Linked DNA regions of Mus musculus: region 2 is linked to region 1. The links are chromatin contacts, called in public Hi-C maps. All regions are on one chromosome and are shown on one strand. Each heading gives the region's core, a stretch centred on a gene start, on an enhancer-like site or on the middle of the called end of the contact. The rest is flanking DNA. Distances are from core to core; before and after follow the strand shown. Region 1 holds the start of Lrp2bp (Lrp2 binding protein). Region 2 overlaps Snx25 (sorting nexin 25).

Region 1 (4,605 bases), core at 1,554-4,053:
TGCTAGTTTAGGTTTGGACCTGAATGGGGACAAAGTGGGAAGGGACCAAAAGAAATTAACTTTGTTTTTTATATATGTGTGCAGTGACATCAGTATCCATTAGAATACTGAAAGTGATATATTAATATGTTAAAATAGAGATTTTTAAAAATACAATTCGATTCCATCAGATAGCCCATTGGTAGTGGAATCTTAAAAACCATGGACAAAATGATAACTTACAGCATTTGCAATGGTCCCCAGCCCATCATAATACATCACTCCTAGCTGATAAATTGCTTGATGGTCTTTCTCCTGGATTTCCTCAAACTGTGCCAAGGCTTCTTCATACCAGCCCTGAAAGCCACAGAGAGTATTTAAGTTTATTATGTGTTTATAGTAAACCCAAACAGCAGCATACAATGGTCATTTCTGCCTAAGGACACAGTTAACAAATGATTCAGCCATATTGGAACTGAAGGCCCAAACTGAGAAGACAGCGGCTTAGGCCATCAGGCCGTGCTATCTCAGAGAGGGTGTGGAAACAAGCCTTCAGAAGGTATTTATTTATAGAGTAAATGAAGGCACAAGTATCAAACGGTTAGAGAAAACCGAGTCTGTGACTCAAAGGATCCAGAGGGACTCTACGCAATCCTTTGGAATTCAATGAATAACTGACGCTCTATTACTGGACCTGAAGTGAGAGCACACAGAAGGTCTTTCTCTCTACCTACAGAGCTATCCCACTACGATGTGGATAAATAAGGAAATGGTCTCCTCATGCTGTATAGGATATATGAGAAGGTACTTTTCATACCCAATAATCAGGGACTTCAATTATTGTTCCTATGCAAATAGCTTGTTAATGATACTACATATTACAAATAAAACCACAAAATTTACAGTATAGAGATGGATTTTTCAAAATGACACCTTTAGAATAATTTTTCTGAAGAAGGTTCAGATGTCTCCTTAATCTTATATCTGTGGGCCACAACCACAGCCTATGTGATTTCGCAGAATTTCTCTGACATAACAGTGTAAGAGACTCATTTGAAAGTTTGCGGGGACCATCTTCTGCCTCTGCTTTGTGTGTGTGATGCGCAGATGGAACCTAGGGTCTTATCAACCCTATTCAACTACTTTACTAGTACACTAACAGCCCCAACAATTAATCCTAAGAATACAATTATACCAAGAAGAGGAGGAGGAAGAAGGAGGAGGAGGAGGAGGAAGGGAAGGGGAAGAAGAAGGGGAAGAAGAAGGGGAAGAAGAAGAAGAAGAAGAAGAAGAAGAGGAGGAGGAGGAGGAGGAGGAGGAGGAGGAGGAGGAGGAGGAGGAGGAAGAAGAGGAAGAACTATTGTTACCTCTTCAAAATAGAGTTGGCCTCTTAGAAAATATGCCATAGCATCCCCTCTTCTTATTCTTTCTTTCAGGAACTGCAATGCTGTATCCACCAAATTAGCGTGGAGGTAATAATCTGATTCAGAAAGGCAAAAACGGTGTTAGTTATATAACGTGCAGGTTCTCTCGTGAAGCCACACGTAACGTAGAATTCATTAGATGCTGTTAATCTCAGTTTCTTTCCAACTTCTCATCCCTAAAGCTTAGCTCAGAGAAAGAACATAACCTAAGCAGAGTCATGATCACAGCACCAACACACACCTGGCATAATCAAGAAGTGTTTATTGTGCTTGGGTGAGGGTTCACTGCCGGGTAGGCACTCCAATGCAGTCTCTGCATGCACTGGGCAAAGCTGTCTGTGAATGAGTTAAACTCTTAGCCTGAGCCATGTTAGGACTACTAATCAAATGGGCTGGCCATCTCCAGTTTAGTTTTTACAAGCTTATGTAAAAATAGCTTTCAGTATCCATTTGAAGTAAAGCGCAGCGTTGCGCTCTCTGAGGGAAGCAACATCTGGCGTCTCTTTTTTAGAACGAATCCCTAAGTGCTGGGGGGGGGAGGGGTGAAAATGTAATCAGGCTTGAATTGTGAAACACCTCCAGGATCAGCTTGCTGTCTGAGTAAGAAGGTCACTAATCTCCAGGAAAGCCAGAAAGGAGTATAACATTAACTACCTCCTGGAAACCAGTGGCATGGGTTTTTGTTTGTTTGTTTTGTTTATTCTAAGCTTACATGGAATTTCAGTAAAAATAGTTTCCAAGCAAGAATTAACTATTCAGATGTATACCGGGCTTTTCCTTCTTCCACTGGAAGAATTTCTGTTGTTTGGCAGCATACTGAGACAGAGAGAAAGGGTTTTTGGGCAACTTCTCGCTGCTCAGCTTCATCCTGTCTCCACAATGTGGGTCCTGTTAAGGAAGAACACATAGGTGGTTACAATTTCTCCTCCCGGGAAAGCACCAAGGGAGACTTCACTCCCCATCACAGAAGCATCTGCCCCACATTGCCTGGCCAAGGGACCCTGAGCTAGCAACAAATCCCGACTGGCTAAGGATTCACACATGGCAGGGGGCGTCCTGTCATTCCCAACTGCTGCCACTCAGTGGCAACAGACTACACCGCTCACAGTCGCTGCTCCTGTCACGGAGGACTTTCCTGTCGCCCTTTAACTGAAACTGGCCAGAGTAATCCGTTTCGGATGACAGGATGCGTCTGTTTTACCTGGGAATACACTGTGTTTTAGCTCTGTTGCTCAGTCTTCTCTTCCAGTCTGTACTGGATTGCCATGTTACCAGATGGACCACTGCTGCATGGTAAATCAGAGCCTTCATATAAAATGTAGGGGCCACCTCATTTGGGTTGAAGGAGTCCAGGTTGGCCTAAGCTGAGAGTAGTGAAGACAGCAAACTCTGTTGTTGCTATGCTTTTTTTTTTTTCTTTCTGTTTTGGTCTTTGACATTCTACTGGTTCAACTTACTTCCACCAATCAGGAGCCAGCGCCCAGGCCAGGTCTCTCTGATTGGTGGTCTACAGAAGTTCTTAAGAGAAGCTTTGTGTGATTGGAAAGCTGCATTTACATACTTACAGGATACTATTTTAGGCAACACGCTGCTTCATTGGATGAGAGTGGAACTCAAAAAAAAAAAAAAAAAAAGACATGGTTTACTAAGTCAGCAAAAAATAAAAATAAAATAAAATCACTGAAATGTCTGTATGTGGGAGGAGTTAATTAAGAGCTAATTTCTTTATCTGTAGTTTGAAATAAAGGTTCTTAAAGTGTCCTTTCCTTGATATACAAAGTTAATGGGCCCAGCATGGTGGCGAAATGTCTTTAATTCTGGCACTCAGGAGGCTGAGGTTAGCAGATCTCTGCTAGTACAAGGCAGCCTGGACGAAATAGTGAGACCCTGTCCACAACCAGACAAAAAACAAAGTTGCTGGTTACTGGGTTGGAGATGTGGTTTCAGCAGTTAAGAGCATCAGGGTTTAGTTCCCAGCACACCACAGGGCATCTCACAACTGTCTGTAACACAGTTCCTGGGGATTGGATGCCCTCTTCTGACTTATTCAGTCACTAGACACATGTGCCTAGTGTACATGTACACACATGTATCTCTCTAGTGATACACATACACACATGCAGTCAAACCACTCATACACATAAAAATAGAAAGAAATTAATTAAAACAAAACAACAACAACAACAAAAAAAAACAAGTCAAAGTGTTTCCAGAGGATCTGAACTTGGTTCCCAGAAGCCACCTTGAGTGGGTCCCAACCACCTGTAGCTCCAGCTCTAGAGAGTGACCACCCACTTCTCGGCTCTGCTGGCACCCCTCACATGGGACATATATGCATGCAGACACACATACACATACTCATAAGAATAAATCTTTAAAAAGTAAAGTAATTGGATTATGTATATTGCAAAATCTAAGTTTCCACTAAAGAATATAAAGTTCCCAATGAACGAAGCCACATGTGTAAGATATATAGAAGAAAGCAATCCAAATATGACAGCCTACTGTCAACCACCACTCACAAACTAGATGAAAAGATGTTATTTCTCTGAAGACATTAATACAGTGTGCTACTATCTAACAAGGTTTAGAGCAGAGGTTCTCAACCTTCCTAATGCTGTGGCCCTTTAATACAGGTCCTCATATTGTGGTGACCCCTCCAACCATAACATTATTTCTTTGCTACTCCGTAACTATAGTTTTGATAACTGCTATAAATTGTAATGTAAGTATCTGGTATGTAACCCCAAGGGCTCATGGTACATGGGTTGAGGACCACTGGATTAGAGAAACCTCAGAAAACTCAAGGAACGGCATCAGATATGAAACAAAGCATAAACAGCATTTACAGAAACAACACAAACCTCATTTAAACTCATGTTGTTGTTTTCTGGCTACAATACTGCACATGGTTTCTGTCGTTTTAGCGACTTAAAAAGAAGTATTTCAGCCAGGCGTGGTGGCGAACACCTTTAATCCCAGCACTCAGGAGGCAGAGGCAGGCAGATTTCTGAGTTCGAGGCCAGCCTGGTCTACAAAGTAAGTTCCAGGACAGCCAGGGCTACACAGAGAAACCCTGTCTCGAAAAACCAAAAAAAAAAAAAAAAACCAAAAAAAAAAAAAAAAAAGTAGTATTTCACAGGGTCTGAAAGAGAAGAATTCACTCAGCTTCTACGAAATGTCAGGTTTTGGGTTTTTTTTC
Region 2 (4,605 bases), core at 1,555-4,054, 99 kb before region 1:
GTAGTTTGTACTAGGCTCTCCAGTGAGTGCAAGGATGATGATTTACGGCCCGTGTGACTTACACAGAGAGTGTGGTCCTAAAGAAATGAGTAGCGCTGCCTTTGGGTCGTGCAGTTGTTTGGAGTGGCACTGGCATGACGTGGAGTTAAGATTACGTATGCTCAGTTTCAGGGCTGTCAGCCTTCCTCACTAGCAGTGAGTAGCTCTGCGCTGAGTTTATCCATGATGGCCCCTGCCCTGGCTGGTGACGCTGCCCTGGCAGTAGACTGGCTGCTAAGAGTGGCAGCTATGCATTCGAACTCGCACAAAGCTGTCTTCTCTCCCCAGGTCTGCTGATAAGGCCAAATCCAGAGCCGTTACTTTACCCCCACTGCCTTCCCACTGTTTCCTGCTGACTGCTCCATCGTTTCGCAAGCTGTCACAACTGTAAAGCATAGTGAGGAGTCCATTTCTGATGTGCCTCACTTTCATAAAATGGTACTCTTCTTAGCTGTGATAACTGATGGTTTTTTTTTTTCCTGTAACACTTTTATTTGAATGTCATTTGAGACTAACTCAATTTTATCATCTTATTACTTAGGCACAGCCTGTCTGAAAAACATTACCATTGGACCATGCGTCTCGGAATTCTTTATCTTTAGATAGCCCTATAATCTTAAAAGCTACCAAACATCAAACCGCTGTTGTTCGTGTGGCTTACGTGTAGTGATGTGCCATAGCCACCCTGCACTGGCAGGTGACAGCTGCTTGCATAGCCCCTCCCAGCGCCAACTGAGCTCAGAGAAATCATGCTGCTGCCTTGAAATTGGCCATTTACACTATGGAACGGGAAAATACTTCAGCTTAGAATTTTGTCCTGTGGAGAACTAATTGTAAAATATTTGCCAGCCTCACTTATTGAATCCATTATATTCATCAATATTTACAACATCAGATATTTAAGCCAAAAAGCTTTTCAAGTACAAGTTCACATTGTGTTCTCTTTAGAAAATCCCGCTAGTGATTTTGGAAAATGACTCGTGAGTGAAAGAGAAAAATGACATTTTGTCATTTTGTGGTAGTAAAATAATAATGAATATGGCGTTGGCCTTATAGATCCCCTAAATGGTGTTTGGAACAAGTGGGAGTTTCTCATAGCACCCTGCTGTGTGCTGTGAAACTACCTTCTGGCAGACAGTGTGTGTGGTTAGAAAGTGAACAGGATCCTTAGGCCTCCCTGTGGGCTCGGTAGCTTACGCCCTCCTTTAGGCCTTGGCACTGTTGTTTATTATTATGTCGTTTGCTGTGGTGCCCACCAGTGAAAGTATCCGATGGTTCTGCCCGGCTCATAGTCATCAAAGACTCATTGGCATTCAGGGAGGCTTGTTTCACAGTGCTCAAGATTTAGGAGAAAAGGGCACATGGCAGAGGAACCTACTGTTTTTATGAATATCTAATTTCAACATAAGAGTATGGTTTCCACTGAGGCGTTTGCCAGCATTCTCAGAGCTGCTTTAGAAGATGGTGTCAGCACCGTAAAACATGAGGATGACAGAGAGGACAGACAGAGTCCCTGTTAGAAGCACTTACTTTTCAGGCTTGGAGGGTTTTTCAGTTGATTTCATTGTTTATCTTTTCCTGTATCCCAGAGTGGCCTCCAATTCACTGTGTAGCAGAACTTGTGATCTCCTGCGTCCACCTCCTGAGTTACAGGTGTGTGCCATCAGCTCGGTTTAGTTGTGTTGAGTAGTGACCCCATGGCCTTGTGCACCCCAGGCAACCACTGAACCAGCGGCGCCAAGCCCCTAGTTTTTGATTTCTTGTTACATTAGTTGATGATAAAAATATAGAGAAAAAAAATGAAGAAAAATCTTTACCAGTAATCTCTATAGTTACATATACTTGAAAGAATGCCAGTTACTTACTAGAACTGTTCATTTGGGTGGTTTGGTCTGAGAACAACTGTTATTGATGTAGCATTATAAAAAGCACACAGTCAGGCCTGCCTGCAGTGAGTGTAGGTTTGACACTCACTGTAGTGTCATGCCTGTTGGACAGCTCTGGGTAACACCATTCTTGTCCTGTAAATCTAGCTGGTAGACAGATCTCTACAGGCTGCAAAATGAAGTGGGTGGCCTGGGAAGCACACCTTTGAGTTGGTGACTGTCAGAATAATGAATTGCAGTAATAAGAGCATCGCATCCTTCGCCTGATGCTGAGCGGTTGTTGGAGGCAGGTTTCCGGTCAGCCTGTCAGTCTGCTGCTGCTATAAGCCAGTCTAGATCACACTTAAAGCCCGCTCGGCTTCCACTTCCTTTTCCCGTCGGTCTTGTGTCAGCATGGTTCAGAAAGTCTAAAAAAAAAGTCTAAAAAAATCGATTGCTTTTATACTTTCAATTCAATCACATTTTAAACATTTTAAAATCTCCTTGCAATCTGTGTTTTGTGTGCCTGTGAAACACAGGCTTCTTATCTGAGGGACTGTCTTTATTCACAGATTTTCTTTCTTTACTTTTGATGTGTTTCCCTTGCCCTTTTCAACCTCTGACTATAGTGTAGCATAGCACAGACTCGAGAGGGTGACAGAGAGAGAGAACCGCTTCCCCCATTTATCACTTTCATGCCTTTGTTTATCTGCACCTATACACACCTTCATTTTCTCATCTGTATGATGGTAGTGGCGATACCTACTTCTTGGTATAGGTGGAAGGGTCGGATCATACCGTACCTGTGAAATGTATCAAAGTTGCTGACTTCCTCCCTGTTCAAGCAGTGAGAACTAGAGGTGATTAGTAGGAACTGCAGTGGCTGATCAACACCACCAAAGGCAGCATGCAGCAAGCCCATTACAGCTCACCAGAAGCTGGGTGGACTTGCTCATCTATAGTGGCCATGTTGGGAGCCCTCTCTGCTCACAAGCAGTACTGATGCCCACCTACTGAAGGGTGTCACTCAAGTGTCCTGCTCAGAGTTTGCAGGGGAGTCTAGAGGAGTCAGGTGGGAGGTTTTTCTGTACAGTGAGCGTATTGGGCCAGCCCGCTCTGGCATTTGGCTTTCTTAGTTTTCCAGTGACTCAGCTGTTAGGAAGAAGGGGAATTTGTGACACTTTTATGGCCATGCAGGTCCCAGCTGATGTATAGGCTCAGTATTATGCAAAGAAGCTTCTCTTATAAAAGCAGGTTTTCTTCTGGCTATCCTCCCCCAGTGAGTACTAACCACGCGTGTGTTTTAAGGTGTTAAGTTACATATGCCAGGGCTTGAGATGATCAAGGACTAGCATCGCAGTGTGTACTGTATGGAAAGAGCAGCTCCAGCTATAGTTGAAAATGAAGATAGGAAGGCGAGACTCCCAGGGTCACAGCACACCCAGGCTCTCGAGCAGTTAGTGCTTTCCTATTGAGCTGCAGCCCCAGGCCACTCCCTTTAATAAGTTATGAAGGCTGGCGTTGACTTCATTCTGTGGCCCTTGCAGACCTTGAGCTCATGATCTGGCATCATCTTTTTGTTGGTTGGCTGTTTGTGTTTTATTTAAAGACAGGATCTTACAGCCTAAACTGGATCAGAACTCCTGACCCCGTTGCCTCTCCCTGTAAGTACTGCTTTTATGTAGTGCACCATCATGCTTCCCTCCAGGAACCTTTTAAAAAGCCAACATGGAGACCAGAATGTAAATTATTAATCCAGGATGCATGAAGCCTGTATTTGATTCAAAAGTAGCCTATAAATGGGGGCACACTGGTGCATATCCTTAATCCCAGAACTGGGAGACGAAGGCAGGAGGATCAGGACTTGAGTGTTATCCTAATGCTGCATAACAAATTCAAGGCTAGCCTGGGCTACAAGAGACCCTGTCAAAAATAAATCAGTAAAAGTAAACACCAGCAGAGGTGTGCATATATAAAGCCTTACTCATAAAATGTCTTCATGTCATTGGCTTTGTACATTCAGATAAGATTCTTCTAGGCCATTACAGCAGGCAAAGAATGCAATTGTTCTTTTTTTTTTTTTTTTGGTGTACACATTCAGTTAGTCCAGTCTCTAGTGTAAGAAGTCACAGTGTACCCTTGAGAGGCATTAATCATAAAGATACCAATATACATTTCATGTTTCATTTCCTGTGTAGTCCTTAATGTGTTTTCTGTACTCTTGAGAATTTGCTCAGTATTGGCCTCCTGTTACTATGGAATCTTTGCCACTTATCTCCACTAATAGATAGCAGAAAATTACCATTCTACAATGCTATGGAATAGAAACATTTAAACTGCTCTTTCTACTACTCAGATACTCCAAAATAGTGGTTCTGGGGTGCACTTACTGCTGATAGGAATCTATGGCCACAGCTGGAAAAAACCTGGGACCCTCACAGATGCAATTTGCCATTGCCTTTGGGAGCATTAAACAGTATCCCATAGAATTACCCATAGACATAATCCAGACTTACTATCCTACAATTTCTTCATCAAAAAGTAGCTCATGATACTGGTTTATGCTTTATTAGTTTTAAAGACAGATGCTATGAATCATTTAAGACAAACTGTTTCTCCTCTCTTTGGGGAAGGCCACCATTCTCTTCAGTCAAGTGCACAGCTTCATGCAGGATGTACATGGAGTGGGAAGGGCAAAAGG

The links. Hi-C and Micro-C count contacts between places; a contact is called where the count stands out from the background.
Region 2: a Hi-C map of nephron progenitors shows a contact between it and region 1, with 2.4 times the contacts expected there. The contact joins the enhancer-like site here to the promoter of Lrp2bp in region 1. A contact is called at or near these places in 9 of 39 promoter capture datasets (the 3T3-L1 cell line, 3T3-L1-derived adipocytes, the C10 cell line and 6 more), 1 of 484 Hi-C or Micro-C datasets (nephron progenitors), 2 of 115 datasets of contacts at active chromatin or transcription factors (effector CD8 T cells and embryonic stem cells) and 4 of 9 other capture datasets (adipose tissue, liver, macrophages and 1 more).

The regions. Positions count from the first base shown.
Region 1 is chr8:46,008,800-46,013,404 of GRCm38.p6, reverse strand. Lrp2bp (Lrp2 binding protein) reads right to left here and starts at 2,803. Exons shown (of 9, transcript NM_026278.3): 1 at 2,605-2,803; 2 at 2,171-2,291; 3 at 1,347-1,459; 4 at 223-336. The coding sequence starts at 2,270.
Region 2 is chr8:46,107,345-46,111,949 of GRCm38.p6, reverse strand. All of the region lies in intron 3 of Snx25 (sorting nexin 25), which reads left to right. Among named protein-coding and RNA genes, the nearest start is that of Snx25, 43 kb to the left of the region's middle. Within about 2 kb of position 2,804, at least 6 of the 459 cell types and tissues checked have an H3K27ac peak or open chromatin away from gene starts, as enhancers often do. A contact at or near this core is called in nephron progenitors, where this site is marked.